Linked DNA regions of Mus musculus: region 2 is linked to region 1. Evidence: chromatin contacts called from public Hi-C data. All regions are on one chromosome and are shown on one strand. Each heading gives the region's core, a stretch centred on a gene start, on an enhancer-like site or on the middle of the called end of the contact. The rest is flanking DNA. Distances are from core to core; before and after follow the strand shown. Region 1 has its middle 31 kb from the start of Gm35109. Region 2 holds the start of Irf4 (interferon regulatory factor 4).

What was found. A called contact is a pair of places that touch in the nucleus more often than the background predicts.
Region 2: a Hi-C map of bone marrow-derived macrophages shows a contact between it and region 1, with 37 read pairs. The contact joins the promoter of Irf4 here to the enhancer-like site in region 1. A contact is called at or near these places in 10 of 39 promoter capture datasets (the 3T3-L1 cell line, 3T3-L1-derived adipocytes, the C10 cell line and 7 more), 3 of 15 datasets of contacts at CTCF or cohesin (CD8 T cells, large pre-B cells and pro-B cells), 18 of 484 Hi-C or Micro-C datasets (the 63-12 cell line, the AML12 cell line, B cells and 15 more), 12 of 115 datasets of contacts at active chromatin or transcription factors (the 230-238 cell line, CD8 T cells, acute myeloid leukemia and 7 more) and 3 of 9 other capture datasets (adipose tissue, liver and macrophages).

What each region holds. Positions count from the first base shown.
Region 1 is chr13:30,579,999-30,587,855 of GRCm38.p6, forward strand. No RefSeq gene overlaps it. Among named protein-coding and RNA genes, the nearest start is that of Gm35109, 31 kb to the right of the region's middle. Within about 2 kb of position 3,438, at least 27 of the 459 cell types and tissues checked have an H3K27ac peak or open chromatin away from gene starts, as enhancers often do. A contact at or near this core is called in the 63-12 cell line, CD8 T cells, the CH12 cell line and 4 more, where this site is marked.
Region 2 is chr13:30,745,116-30,752,972 of GRCm38.p6, forward strand. It overlaps Irf4 (interferon regulatory factor 4), which reads left to right and starts at 4,118. Exons shown (of 9, transcript NM_013674.2): 1 at 4,118-4,180; 2 at 5,433-5,680; 3 at 6,565-6,751; 4 at 7,576-7,664. The coding sequence starts at 5,465.

The DNA of each region.
Region 1 (7,857 bases), core at 2,188-4,687:
AGGTCCAGCTAGTGGTACTGTAAGCTGAGCTAAGAACAGCCTGATGGGCTTGCTACATGGATACAGGTGCCTGAGGAGGGAGGGTGGACCTGAGCCTGCTTCCAAATGGGTCCCAAAGGCTTGGCTCTATACTGATTAAAGCCACAGACAAGGTAGGGGAGCAGGGGGTGGGTATAGGAGACTTTTGGGATAGCATTTGAAATGTAAATGAAGAAAATATCTAATAAAAATTTAGAAAACAATAAAACTTCTGCTTTGTGCTGACTTCTAAACTGTGACCTCTAGACAGGTGTCATTGAATACCAGACAAGGCTGGTCATCCAGGTTCTGTGAGACCTGTGAGACTTAGGATGCCGGGAAGTGTTCATCCCTGCACTGAAGGGATGACAATCACAGCACCTGCTTTGGCCAGGACTTGCTGTTGCTGCTGCATAGAAGCCACTATAAAGTGGCTAGTCATTACTGTGTAAGACAAGCTCCCTCCTTAAAAACTAGGAAAAGCATTTTCTGTAGATGAAATAACCTGTTGGTATTCAATGACACCTGTTTAGAGGTCACAGTTTAGAGGTCAGCACAAAGCAGTTTTATTGTTTTTTATTTTTTTTATTAGATATTTTCTTCATTTACATCTCAAATGCTATCGCAAAAGTCTCCTATACCCACCCCTTGATCCCCTACCCACCCCACTCCCACTTCTTGGTCCTGGCATTCCCCTGTACTGGGGCATATAAAGTTTGAAAGACCAAGGGGCCTTTTTTTCCCAATGATGGCCGACTAGGCCATCTTCAAAGCAGAAGTTTTATAAGATGAACCCGTCCTTGTATCAGATGGAGACAACACAAGTATCATCGATCCTAAAGTCATGCCCTCTCCCAGGCCCGTGGGTACAGACAACCTTCTCCTGTTTACCAAAATAGATTTGTTCGGTCTATATTTGACCTTTATGTAAATTGAATCTCAAGGAAAATGTTTAACGACTATCTTCTTTCCTCCATGGTTTTTGGTTTTTTTTTTGAGATTTTTAGAGATTTGCTTATTTTATGTATATGACAGTTTTGCCTGCATGTAAGTCTGTGTGGCATGTCTGTGCCTAGATAGAGATCACAGAGGTCAGGTGAGAGTATTAGGTCCCCTAGAACTGGAGTTACAGATGGTTGTGAGCCACTGTGTGCTTGCTGGGAGTCAAACCTGGTTTCTCTGCAAGAGCAAGTGCTTTTAAACACTGAGCCATCTCTCCAGCCCCTATTCATTGTCTTGAGTTTTGTTAATATGGTTACATATGATTTTATATATAAAATCTCATTGTTATATGGTATTCTGTTATTTGAATAAAGCATAGCTACCTCTTTTATTTTACTGTTTTACATCCAGGTGGTTCGTAAACATTAGCTGTTACTTATATACACATTTCTTCTAAGCAATAGACAGTATCAGTTCCCAAAAACTGCCCTACTATTACATCCCACAGAGTAGTAACCATGCATTCCAGTTGTTCACTAACTTACTCCCTTTTCATATTTTCTGAGTTTTCAACTTAGCCATTTTGTTAAGCATGTAATGAATGTAACTTTAGGGGAAAAAAGGTCTTTAAGGGGAACAAAATGTGTGATCTCCCTATGAGAAATGACCCTGTGAGTATTTCAGGGCATTTTCTACTATTCAGAGATGAGCCTTTGAGAAATGAGGGTAGTCTGGAGAAATGGCTCAGCGATTAAGATCATTTAGATGTTCTTTCAAAGGACCCAGGTTCAATTCCCAGCACTTTAGATGCTTTAGAACTGTCCTTAACCTAATTCCAGGGGATCTGATACCCCATTCTGGCTTTCAAGAGCACTGCATGAACATTATTCACAAACAAAGGGGTAGGGAAAAAAAACACACCTAACTACATAAAATAAATAACACTTTAAAAAGACAAGAGGGATTTTTTTTTTCCTTTCCGTGGTCATTTGGATCAGCTTTTCCCTGGAGCCAGACCCTTACCAATTAGGTCCAAACCGTCAAAACCATCTTCCCTTGCCTTCAGAGAGTGTCCTATCTGGTCCTCTGAGTTCTTACGAACACCTCTGAGGCAAACAGAGCCTTCCTGAGTCTTCTTGGTTCTGACAATGGGAGGTGAGGTGAAGCTCACTGATAATGCACTCTCCTAGCATGTATGAGGTTCTGGGTTCAATTCCCAGCATCCACACAAAACCCTGGTAAACAGTACTTACTGAGTGCTGCCAGCCACTGTTCTGGGGCGGAACACAGAACAAAGCACTGTGCTTGCCACTCAGGGGGAGGAGGAGCTAACTGGGTCTTCTCAATAAGCCCATGTTTTCAACTGCCTGTGTTTGAAGCAACAGAAACAGAGCTCTGCATTTTACTTCTTGAGGTGCCCCGGAAGCTCTCAGGTTAAAAAAAGCATCTGGAATAATTTATCATGAAGTGAAAAAGGAGCTTCGGGCAAGCAGCCCTCAGCCACCCATAAATGACAGTACTGTATCACTACAGCGGAAGATGAACTTATTGATCTCGCAAGGGAGTGTAATGAACCGATGCTTGCTTGGTGGACACGGCAGCAGACAAAAAACTATCTAGCCACATAGTGCATGTAGTGGGCAGGAGAAGCCACAGAGTGGGAGACAGTTTCCAGAAAAGGGAAGCTGGAGTTGCATTTTCAAGCCATGTTGCAGACAGGCCCTGTGGGTGGAGCACCCATCCTGGGAAGATGAACTTGCTTCATGCCTGGTTTACAGCTCCTGGGTGCTTTTCATGGTCATACTGTGTTCCTCAGGGCACCCCCAGAGGGAGCTGCATAGCATGCTTCCTGTTTTATAGGCACTAGTGAAGGTAACTCTGAGGGTGGTGGCCATGGCTATGATCCTATCATGCAGGAGGCAGAAGTAGGAGGGTATCAGCTCACTAGATCCCTTCCAGTCTCAGACGTGTTTCCCTTTATGTAAAAAAAACTACCTCTTTATTCTTCTTCTTTCATAATGAAGGGTCAAAGGGTTGGGGAGGTGCTCGATGGTAGATGGGTTACCCAAATATAAGAGGCCATGGATTTGATCCTCTGTACTGGGGATGGGGGCCAGGCAAGGACGTTTCTTTACCTGTTTGAGTCTTCATCTCTGGCACCCAACATTCCTTAAAAGTACAAGCATGCCAAAAGAGTGACAGACAGTTGCTAAATTGGTCATCAGAAAAGTAAGTGACGCCTTCAAGGGAAAGCCAAGTTCCAACAGGGATTCATGTGCCTGGGACTTTGTACCAGTCTTTGGCTAGTTAAATGTCACCATCTGGACAGTGGGAAACTGCTGATTGTCACTCACTGAGTGTCTCCTGTGCAGAGGGACTGTCCTTCCCACTTCCCCAGTGTCCCCCAAGCTTGTGCAGGCTCTGGTTACCTGTTCTATTTCAAAGTAGCCAGGGTGTGGGCTAGGAGTTCCCCCAGAAGGAAGAAAAGGGAAGAGCTGTGTTCTGAAGAATGACCGGAGCCTCCACATAAAGGCTTCTCTTCTCTGGGGAGCCTTCGCTCTGTTGCAGCTGTGGAAGGCACTTCACAGGTCCATATCAGCAGGCTCTATGGAGATGCTCAGAAAACTCCTTCTTTTCTGCCAGCCATTAATTCCGTCCTTGTCCTGGACTGAAGAGTGGTGTTTTCCTTTGCATTTTGAGAATAGAGCCTTGACTAGCTCTAGCTCTGTTCTGTGTGTCCCAGTTTGAACCCTGAATCAGCAGCTACTTCTCAGACTACTTCAGGTTTGGGCCTGTGTTGAGGACAGGGACCACGCTTCAGCAGAAAGGTCAGTGATGTTCCAGATGTAAGAAGGAAGGAATCTAGAGATGTGAGTGCTCAGGCCTAATGGGGGCAAGGGTGTGTCTGTGACTTTTCCATTGGTGAAGTCCTGGACCACTAGGGAGAAACTTAGGAGATCACAGGAAAAACCCACAAGGGTGCCTCTCTCTGTGGAGAGGAAATCACCAAGTTGATAATAGTGAGAGAGAGAGAGAGAGAGAGAGAGAGAGAGAGAGAGAGAGAGAGAGAGAGAGAGAGGAGGATAGTACATAAGTACATACCAGGAAACCAAGCCATAAATTATGAAAGTATCAGTTACTCCCTGAGAGCCCCTGTTTTTAACTGACTTCTGTTGGTGGGGGAAGGGAATAGATCTATGTCTCAGGACTTTGGGTAGTAATTGCACATAGCAAAGCATTTCTTTCTTAATGTATAGGAAGAGCCAAGCTCTGGCTGAAATCCCATGAAACTGAATTAATTGTCTTGTCTTTTATTCTTCACTCCTGGGGAGGTCTGATTTCTCTCAGGTATCTGTGGATCTCCCAGAAGGCGAGGCTCTCCCAGGCACTGTGACTTCCATAATAGACTCCCTGGTGTCACTCTTCTCCCTCCGGGTCTACACATGTCATTTTGTGTGAATCCCATAGCCCAAAACCTTTACCTGAAATTTGAGATGTTTTCCCATAGAGTTTAGGGCATGAGTGCTCCCTGCTTTGCCCCAGGATCAATGAGAGGGTACCTTATATGTGTCCTTTCTCTTTCCTCCTACCCATCTCTGGGTCTATGCCACCATCCTGTGCAAACTCCACCCTCCCCTCCCCCATCAGCTCCACTAACTTCCTTCCTTCTTTTTATTTTGAATATTATAATTTAAAAAATTATTGCTTAATTATGTGGATTTTAGCCTATATGCATATCTGTGTACCATGTGTGCTCCCTGGTACCTACAGAGGCCAGAAGAGGGTGTCACATCCCCTGGAAATGGAGTTACAGATGGTTGTAAGCTACTCTGTGGGTACTGGGAATATATTTTTTTTGGCTTGAATTATGGCTCAGTGGCATAACATGTGCTTAGAAAGTTCCTAGGTTTCATCCCCAAATCACCAAATAATTCCTGTGGTGAATTTAGCACATACTAAAATGAGATAATCTCAGCATTTGCTCCAAACTGATTCCTCCAAGCTGGCAGTTCTCCCATCCAAGTACTAACCAGGCCTGACCCTGCTTAGCTTCCGAGATCAGGTGAGTTCAGGGTGGTATGGCTGTAGACACTGGTAATTCTTAATCTTCCTAATGCTTCAATCCTTTAATACAGTTCATCACATGGTAGTGACCCCAATCATATATATTTCATTAGCACTTCATAAATGTACTTTTTCTACTATTACAAGTCATAATATAAATATCCGGTATACAGAATTTCTGATACATAACCCTGTGTGAAAGGGTTGTTCGATCCCCAAAGGTGTCTTACACACAGGTTGAGAGTCAGTGCTCTAAGCTAAGCACAGTGGTGACTGTACTAAGCTAAGCACAGGGAACCTATACAATTCAGGAGGCCAAGACCAGAAGATTACTTGAGCCCAGAGGCCAGCCAGGGTAGCATCATGAGACTTTAAAACAAGCAAATGGGACTGGAGAGATGGCTCAGTAGTTAGGATCATTGACTGTTCTTCTAGAGGTCCTGAGTTCAGTTCCCAGCAATCTTAATGGAATCTGGTGCCCTCTTCTGGTGTGTCTGAAGACAGTAACAAGTGTACTCATATATATAAAATAAATAAATCTTTTTTTTTAAAGCAAATGATGAAGTGATTTAAGCACACATTTCTGTAAACATGTGATGGCCTGTTTCATATTACCTACCAATATCTGCATGAATTAAGGTGTCTTCAAAGATGAGAAGCAGTTTCCAGTATAGAAAAAACGAACATAGGCAAAAATCTTCTGTCTAGCACACAAGCTACCCAGCTTCTCTGAGGCAGTATCTTAAGTCTGGAATAGCACCTTTTATATTTGTTTATGTGCTTATCATACTTACTTGGGCCAGATGTATCTTTTTCTAATGAAGCAAACTGTCCAACAGCATCTGGCAAGATGAGTCAGAACCAGCACCTTCCATAGTTCTCAGGCAAAAACCTCCTGGCCCTCAGGCAAAGCCCCTAGGGGCAGAGAGTCTCAAGCTTTCACACCTCAGACAAGACACTCCCTTCTGTGCTAACAGCTCAAAGGTCACCTTGAATGTCACTGTGAGCACAGTGGTTGGTTGCCTCTCTAGCTCTCAAGCAGTGTTTAGATGTAGGAACTAGGAAGCGGAGGAGCATGGGGAAGAGTGATGAAGAGGGATGCTGCTCCGGGCCAATCACTGAGGAGAGAGTACTCAGGGATACCCACGGGAGGACCAAGTGGTGGAACTTAACTCACAGTCAAAGTCATTGTCCCCTCTACAGTCTTTAAGTTCTGCACCCTCCACATTTAAGACTTGTGTTAGTCATGTGAGGCCAGTTTGAATTGTGCTGAAGAAGCTAAGAGAAATCTGACTGAGCTCTCACCAGTGGTACCATGAGTCAACATGCCAAGAAAGAGTGGCACAGCGTGGCAGCCAGGAGATGGGACAGACTCACCAGGTGGATATGAGAAAGAGATGCTGTGGGTCTGGTGGGAGAGGGTCTTGAAAAGCTCGGAAGTGGAAGACAACTCATTTTCAAGAATTTTAATGGTGCAAGTTACTTCCAAGCAGTTGCGGTATGCCCTTAGGCAATGGTGTTAGATCCAAAGGTCAACAAGAGTACGAGAGAGAGAGAGAGAGAGAGAGAGAGAGAGAGAGAGAGAGAGAGAGAGAGAGAGAGTGTGTGTTGAGCACAGTATCTCCTTCCTAGATGATTCCAGGGGCATTGAATGGGATTGTGTTTTATAGAGCCGCACAGTACTGATATGTGGGAAGTTCTCGGGACACATTAACTTTTATTATGGTCAACGGGGAGGCTTGGATCAGGTAAAGAAGACAAGTCAATTAGGGTATTTGTATCAGGCAAGGCTAGTTGAAATAAGGAAGATCAGAAAGCAACCTCCCAGTTTGACTTTGCCGTTTTAGCCTGTCACAGCATGTTCGACACACCCTGGGGTCCACAGGGAGATCGTTTCTCCGCTAGAGAATACGGTGAAGTGCCAAAATCCCTTGGTAATGAGAATGGGAGATGACTGTGTCAGCCAGTTCCTCAATACTGTAGCAGAATACCTGAGCTGGTGAATATAATAAAGGGAGAAGCTTGCTTCTCCTTAGATGTGTTGGCCTATGTCCACTTGGTCCCCTTGCATTGGGCCTCTGGTGCACAAAGCATTGCAGAGGAGGGAATAGTGAAGGGGCCCTGTTCATCCCATGGCATTTGGGAAGCAAAGGAAGGTGCTGGGTGTCCCTCCAAGGACATGTCTCCAGGGACCAGCCTTCCCCTTAATAGACCTATCATGCCCCTTAAACATCCTACCACTTTCCAACAGAGCTCAGAACCAATCAATCTTCTCACACATGGATTTAGGGGAAAACATCCAAACAGTAATTGTCCTGTCCGCTGGCCAAGAGGCCAGACATGTGGAAAGAAGCTTGTGCTTATCAAACATGTGTGGGTTTTAGGGCATTACTATGCATTTCTGTCACACTCATAGGCTGGTATATGGCTCCTGTACTGACTCATGGAACTGCCTGTGACCTATCCATTCACTCATAGTACAGTGAGCCTTCCTGTACAATGGGCTCCAATTCCCCAAGCACTAAATAAAAAAAAAAAAAAAAAGGTTAGAGAACCAGTAGTCATTACATGTATCCTGGGTGTAAAGTATCTACTAAACATTTACTGCCTTGTTATGAGATGATGTATGTCATCACCAATGAAGTATTTAGAAAACAAAATGTTTTAGTTAGGGTTTCTATTGTCTTGAAGAGATATCATGACCATGGCAGCTCTTATAAAGGAAAACATTTCATTGGGACTGGCTTACAGGTTCTGAAGTCTAGTCCATTAACATCAAGGCAGGAGCATGGAAGAGTCCAGGCAGTTATGGTGCAGGAGAAGCTGAGAGTT
Region 2 (7,857 bases), core at 2,868-5,367, 170 kb after region 1:
TGCCCCAGCATCACTCCTGTGTTTTACAGTGTTCTGCTGAAAAGAAACATAGCAGATACAGTTTAGAATAATCCAGAGCCAAGCCACGTTGCCAATGGGTGAAATGAGACAGTGCCATTTGCCTTTCACCTCTTGCTTCAGTTTTCGAAAAATTGTCCCCAGTGATTACAGAGTATTTGCATTTTTGTTGGCTTGGGAACGGGAATTGGCAGCATCAAGTGTTTCCTTGCTTAGAGCCACGTCACTATTTACGTAGCAAACATTACAAGTCAGAGAACGGAGCATTACAGGGAAACTTCTTAGAATGCTCACAATCAAAGGAGACAAAAAGGGAACAGTTGGTTGTTTATAAACATGACGAAGGAAGAAAGGGACAATGTTGCTCTAGAGTCACAGACTTTGTGACTCCTTATTACATGATTGATGAAAATGACAAGTCTCATCTTCTATAGGATTGAATGTGGTTTTTTTTTCTACCATATGCATTGACTCCTGGTATTAAATGTGTTCCCAACAACTTCTCCTCAATGGCTGATGATCTGGGGATGTTTGATACTGGAATTGTCTGAAGTCACAAAACACTTAGAGGATTTTTGCAATTTCAGTTAAGGTATATTCGGGACCTTATATAAAATAAATAGTTGTATTGTTGCCCACAAATACATCACTTTACTAATAATGTTCAGTTTAGCTCTTGGGATCCATGCCCAGCTTTTTCACATGGATGCTGAGAATTTGAACTCAGGTCTTTATGCTTGCAGAGTAAGCACTCTTACCAACTAAGCCATCTCCCCATACCCCTGACTTTAACCCAAAGTGGAGCAAATAGATGCATGCATGGGTAAGACAGGTTCACAAAAGCTTACTTCTTGGGCAAGTCACAGTGATGGCTAGTGGCCTCTCTGGATCTCTCTTCTTATGTGCACAATTGGACTAAAATGCGTTGCCCTGAACACCATACAGGTACATTTGAAGGGTGCATATCATTATGTCTGTGACAGTTCCCAAGGGCTAATGTAGGATATACGTAATCATAGTCCAAGTGGGTGAGCACTTGCGATGCACATAATTTTGTTGTCAGAGCACTGCAGAAAGCAGGGTCACCGCCACTCTTGAACGTGGGAAAGTTAACTCACCACCCACGCTTTCACCCCTGTGAACTCTAGACACCTCCTCTCGTCCATGTATCATGAAGTGGTTGTCAGGGCTCACAGTGGGCGTTAGTCCATGCACCTGGAATCAAAGCATCAGAGGTTTTGTCTTCGTTTTAAATCAGAGGCAATGCATTAAAACAACAAAGTTTTTTTCTTTCCTGTTTTATTTTTTAATGTTTTATAAAATAATTTTTCCCAAAGATAGAATTTTACTTCAAAACAAAACAAAACAAAACAAAACAAAACAAAAACAAATGTAGTTCTCATTTTAAAAGAGTGAGGTCATCAGAAAATACATTTATCCGAAACAAGGTCTCCGTCTCTTGGAAGAGAGAGTACTGGGAATTGAACCCAGTGCCTTCCACACACAAGACAAGCATTCTACTGCCACGGTACACCCTAGGCTGAATAATGTCTTTCTGAGTATCTAACACTGACTGGCTCTATAAACCACTTGTTCTTACTTGTGAATGTATAATTTTAAAAGGTCAATTCTCAAAATACTGAGCTGCAGTCTAGCTTTTCTTACCGTCTTTTTATGGGAAGTATGAATGAAAAGTTTGCCCCATTCAGACCTCGATCACTGCTCAGTGGCTCCTTAGCCCAATAACATTAGTAATCTCCTCGGGGAGTATGGAGCTCTGCCTTTGGGACGGATGCTCAATTCACTAATTTCCTGTGACATTTTTCAAACAACAGTCCGCCATCTCACTGTGACATGTATCGATTTTCTTAAGTGTCAGTGCGAAAGAGGATGGGAAATTGCCTACTGGCAAAATTGTCCCCATTCTTTCAAGTCTGACTGTGATTTAAGAAGTTCTTAGTGGTCAGCTAGAAGGGCCCACCTGGCCATTCCTTCCTCTCCACCAGCAACAATGGGAGCATGTGATTCACAAGGGAATCACATTCAACTAAAAAGAGAAACCGGGGTATGCTGTTTGCAAGGAACGGTTGAAACTGGAACTCAATATGTCGTGTGGTGTGAAATAAATGTGTGTCTCACATGTTTTCCCATGCTGGGGGCAGGGGTAAGAAAGTAAAAGGCAGACTGGTTAAAGACATGGGGTGGGGAGGGCTGGAGGGACGAGTGGTAAGAAATGGCGACAGAGGAGATGAAGGTAATGTCATAATGAAACCCATCACTGCTGTGTGCAACTAATAGATGCTAATAAAATAGGAAGTTTTAATGATTTAGGTAGCTTATTGCTTGCATTCACCTCACTGTTAAACTATCACTTCTGGGGGATCCACACAACGAGCGAGCGAGTAAACCAGAAGATGGCGTTGAAGATTAGTAATCATATCTTTTAAACAAGATAACCATGTGAAGTCTCAAAAGGTTTCTTGTAATGACTGTTGTTTAAACTTCTGAAAACAGAGGATGTAGATTGGCTGAGGAAAATGTTGAAACCGCCTAAGTCAAGGTAGAAGACACGTGTGTCTAAGTGAAAAAAAGAAAAAAGAAAAAAAAAAAAAACCAAAAACCTCGGGTTGGCTGCTTCTGTCCTTAGTCTGTGCACGCTTTGAAGAAATGTAATTCCTCAGCAGCAAGGCTGTGCTATCTGAAGCTACAATCTCTGCTTTGCTCCGAGGTGTGTCTCTGGTGACCGGGATAGTTCCCGACAGACAGAAGGTGTTCAAAGAATATTTTTGAATGAATGAAACCCCAAAGGAAGAAGAGGGGAAAATGGGTGTGACCAAAATTTTCTTTGAACGAAACTCTGTTGTTTACTACCAGGGCTCTGACAATGGAAAACTAATTGGGGTGAAAGAACGACATGGCATCCTGTTAATTTCTGAGAAAGCCTGTTGATGTTAGGAAAAAAAAACATGCCGGTGGGCATCTCTGCACCAGTTTTCCTGTGGCCAAAATCAGATGTTTCTCCTAAAGTCCAGAACCCAGGATGGAAGATTAAAAGAAAAACTGAGAAACATGTGAAATGAAAAAGTTGTCAAATCTTTACAAACGCTCCAAGTTGACCTGTGGTGGTGGTAATCTAAAATGATACAGAAACTGGTAGTCTGCTTGCTTACCTGAAAACACCAAGATAACATATAAGCTCCAGGCATCCAAGCTGAGCTGGAGAAAGTCAGCGGCAAAAGCTCATGGAGTTTACATATGAAGGTCAAAGAAAACACGAAAATAAAGTAAAACCTTCAGTCAGCCTAGCTGTTCTATTTGGGGCATTGGTACCTCACCGGCAACTGCCTCCCACGAGGCTGAGGTTAAAATTATCATTTTAAGGTGAATTGACATCCGGAAGCGCGCTAACTACCTGAGTACTCAGGGATCCCCCATCTCTTTTATGTTGCCATGATTGAAACTTTGGGGACTGTGCTTGTCTGAGTCATCTCAATTCGTCGGTTTCATTCACCCAACATGTATAAGCGTTTCAAACACAGTATTTGGGCCACGGCTTATAAACTTGCCTTTCTATTTTTCTTTTTAGTGAGCGTGATATTCTCTAAACGCTCAGAGAGACAAGACTCCGCTTTGCCCAAGGATGCTCCCGACCTCTCTCAGTCTATCTCTTCTGTCACATGCTGTGAGAACCAAGTTCCCTGTGCTCCAGACTCTCCATCACTTCCCAACCTGGCCATGAGCAGTTAGTAGTTATCAGCTATGCTCAGTGCAGATTCCAGTATCCCCTTTGCATGCCTCCACCTTCACAGGAACGGGCCATACCGACTTGTCCCATCCGGTTGAGGATTTCTGAGTACATCAGAGTCCCCAGCCCCCTCCACAGGAGGAGCTGAAGAAAGCCAGGGTTTGTCTGAAGTGGGACAGCCCTTGACCCGGTGGGCTCTAGTCCGAAGCTCCTGTTCCTGCGGGACACCCAGGCACAAGGCAGAGGTGGGGGGCGGTCCTGGGTATGGGCAAGCCACGCCCTCTCAAGGCGGGGCCGAAGCGCCCGCCCTGCACTCCGCCTCCGGCTCTATAAAGTTCCTCTTTCTCACCTCACTTTCCTAGTTTCACCACTTGAACTTGGGACCCTTTGCTGCCCTCAGCTAAGAGTGCGGGTGAGGTAAGGCCTGTAGTCGGGCAGAAGGAGGAGTGTGAGGCTGGTGGCAGAGGAAGCCTGGCTTCCATCTCTGAGCCTGAGGGAGAATGCTGAGATAGCGGACCCAGGCTCCGCTCATCTACGCTGCCCTAGGACCTGTGCACTTCGGGTTTTGTATGAAGCTGTTTGGGTGGGAGTTCCAGAACATCCCCCACGGGCTGGGCGGGACGAGCTAATGGGACTGTGGTGTCATCAAAGGATCGCACTGGCCACAGCTTGTCCTCAGAGGGACAGCCTCTGACTCTCTCTGCTCCAGTGGAAAGCTCCTTTCCAGCCCTGGTTCCTAAAGGACCCAAACTCATCTAGGGCTCCAGAGCGTGATTCCTAGGCCGGGCAGCCAAGAAGAGCTGAGAGCTCCAAACTTAGGGTGCTCAGAGCCCCTTTCCCCGCATGCCCCTTCTTCACTTCTCTGGCAAGAGTGCTAGTGTTGCTGTCCGCAGCACCCCTTATTCCCAGCCTCGGCTTCATTCCTGCCAGGGTTCACGCTGACATTCTGCAGGTTGGAATCTCCTGTTTCTTGGCTGCGCTGCTTGCCCCATAACCAGACTTCCACTTGTTGCTTCCAGGACCCACGTGATGGTCTCTGGTTGGGTAGGCCTGGGGTTATTCCGAGGACAAAGTAAGGGTGTCATAGAAGAAAGTCAAGAGAGTAAGCTAGGTACCGCAAACCTGCATGGCAGGGACACAGGACCTGGACAAGGGCTAGTCCATGTGCCAGGTCCTTTTCGCCTGGGGCAGCCAGGGCAACCTAAACCCAGGAAGGGGCAAGTGTAGAAACAGTGAGGGAAAAGTGGGATGAAAGCTACTTGGATCCAGCACAGAGGGACGAGTGAGCAAAGTGAGCGCCCCAGCGTGGCGCAAGACTTGGGATCTGCAGAGAAGCTGTGTAGCTAGGAGCTTTCAACGGAGCGTGTTAATGTAAATGTAAATGAAGAAATTACCTAATTTTTTTAATAAAAGAAAGAACAGACAGGCAAAAAAAAAAGGAGGAGGAGGAGGAGGAGGAGGAGGATGGTGCGCGCCAAGGGATGCTCTCTATACCTTCGTCAAAGTACCTTCTCTTGGGGGACTTCGGAGACTCTGGCACTGCACCCGAGCACCTTGGCAGCCTCAGAGACTCGGGGCCTCGTGGGCACTGCAAGAGTTTGGGACGGGGCTTCCTCCCGCCTCCAAAGTGATGCGAAGGTAGTTGCAGGGAATGTGTGTCTCTCCTCAGCGCACAAGCCCAGGAGGAGGTCCGCACGCGTCATGAACTTGGAGACGGGCAGCCGGGGCTCAGAGTTCGGCATGAGCGCAGTGAGCTGCGGCAATGGGAAACTCCGACAGTGGTTGATCGACCAGATCGACAGCGGCAAGTACCCCGGGCTGGTGTGGGAGAACGAGGAGAAGAGCGTCTTCCGCATCCCGTGGAAACACGCGGGCAAGCAGGACTACAATCGTGAGGAGGACGCTGCCCTCTTCAAGGTTAGCAGCATTCAGGGATCCCTGGGCAGGGGTGGGGGTGGGGATGGGGAATCTGAAAGCTCTGAATGTCTGTGGCTCCCGGGCAAGGGACTAAGAGGTGGGCTCCTGCAAGGAGGAGGCCAGAGCATCAAGCATTGGACCCTGCTTAGGCAAAGTCCCCAGGAGAAGGGAAAGAGGTTGCAAACTCTCCGGGGATTGCATACACAAGAAACCAGGTCCCAATACTGTTTGTGTGGAGGAAAGAACTTCCAGCTTCAGGGGCATCTCTGGGGGACCGAGGTTCCGTTTGCATAGCCCATTCGCTGTTTCCTGCCACCACCACCGACTGCTAGGGCCACTCTCTGCTTCCCTGTCTCTCTGTGTTTTGTTATTTTTCTGAGTTTCTCTCTCTGGGTTTTGTTTCTTTGATTGGGCACCTCTACTGTCTGGTTCTAGTTCTAGAAGCTGCGATCTCTGATTTTCTTTCTTTGAGTAGCTTTGACTATTCCGAGTCTTTCTCTGGTATCCCCCTCCGACCCCGTGTGAGTCCCTTAGGACTGATGTCCCCAGAGAACTGGCTCACTGAACTGTGAAGCCCCCAGCCTCCACCTGCCAGCAGGCCGAGGAAGGGGACTTCCTGCGGGAATTTGTTCAAAGTACCTCTGTGATTTTGTAGATGTCCTCTCTGGGGCCTGCCCCCTCCACAGCTCTGTCCCCAGTCTTGCCCACACTTGATTCAGGCGCTGGGCGTGTACAGCCCATACTAGGGGTCTCAGGACCCCACTAACATCATGTTCCACATTTCAGGCAACAGCAAATTTGAAACAGTAACCTTCCTTGCTGAAATGCAATCCATAGAATTCTTTTGACGCTCTGGGCTTGACTTTTCTTCTCATCGTTCTTAGGCTTGGGCATTGTTTAAAGGCAAGTTCCGAGAAGGGATCGACAAGCCAGATCCTCCTACTTGGAAGACAAGATTACGATGTGCTCTGAACAAGAGCAATGACTTTGAGGAATTGGTCGAGAGGAGCCAGCTGGATATCTCTGACCCATACAAGGTGTACAGGATTGTTCCAGAGGGAGCCAAAAAAGGTAAGGGGTTTTCCCAGCCCAGGTGGCAGGATAAAGGCATTATGGCACTCAGAGAGCCCTTCTTCCTAGAGACAGTCACGTCCTACCTCTGCTGTAGGTTAAGCCCAGATGTCCTTTTGCCCATGTCCTCTCTGTTATAAGTGACAACCCTGTGGTGTTAGTATAGGATGACCTGGCAGACTTTAAGCCCCATGGGTGTGTGGGTTATGCACTTGAAGGCATTATTTTCAGTTACTCCATTCAATTAGGATCTGGATCAAATTTCCAAACAAAATCTGGAAAATCCATTAAATGTTTACTTACCTAATATCCTCTAGTAAGCATTTTCAAGAGGAGAAAGCACATCCCACACCCCATACATATTCACACTTCTTGTAATAAAACTGCTAGAGTTTCTGGTTTAACATGGCCTGCTAGGGTGGTTATGAATATTCAGATCTTGAGTTCCCTCTCTTCCAACTAGTCTACCTCAAGCAGTGCTCAGGAATCTGCATTTGGTTCCAACCATACAGGATGCCTTAACTAGGTACCATCTCACAACCAGAAACCACTTGGTGGATCACAGGGATCCTGGGTGGTGTTTCCTTCCCTGGCTGTCACTCACAAGTCAGCAAATGTTTAATCAGTTTAATGGCAAAGACAAATATCTCTCTAAGAAATTGCTTGAAAAACAAACAAACAAACAAAACAAAACAAACCTAAAATACCCGATTGGTTAATAGGGCTATGCATTCTAAGAATTAAGTGCATAGGTACTTTTATAAGATTTAAGTCAGTTCCTTGTCTTACTCTGTGTTCTCTCTTCCTTTTCCCCAAACACACAGGAGCAAAGCAGCTCACTTTGGATGACACACAGATGGCCATGGGCCACCCCTACCCCATGACAGCACCTTATGGCTCTCTGCCAGCCCAGGTATGTGGTAGACTCTTGGTCTTGTGGAAGGCTGGCCCATGCCCTTTTGACTGGCTCCACACAGAGAGGCAAACACAAATGAAAAGTGTAGGGCTGACTTCTTATTTGCTATGGCTAGTACACACGCTGAACAAAAACTTGGTCAGAGAAGGATGTTTCAGTTCCAGTGTGGTGTCACTGTCCCTGACGCCAC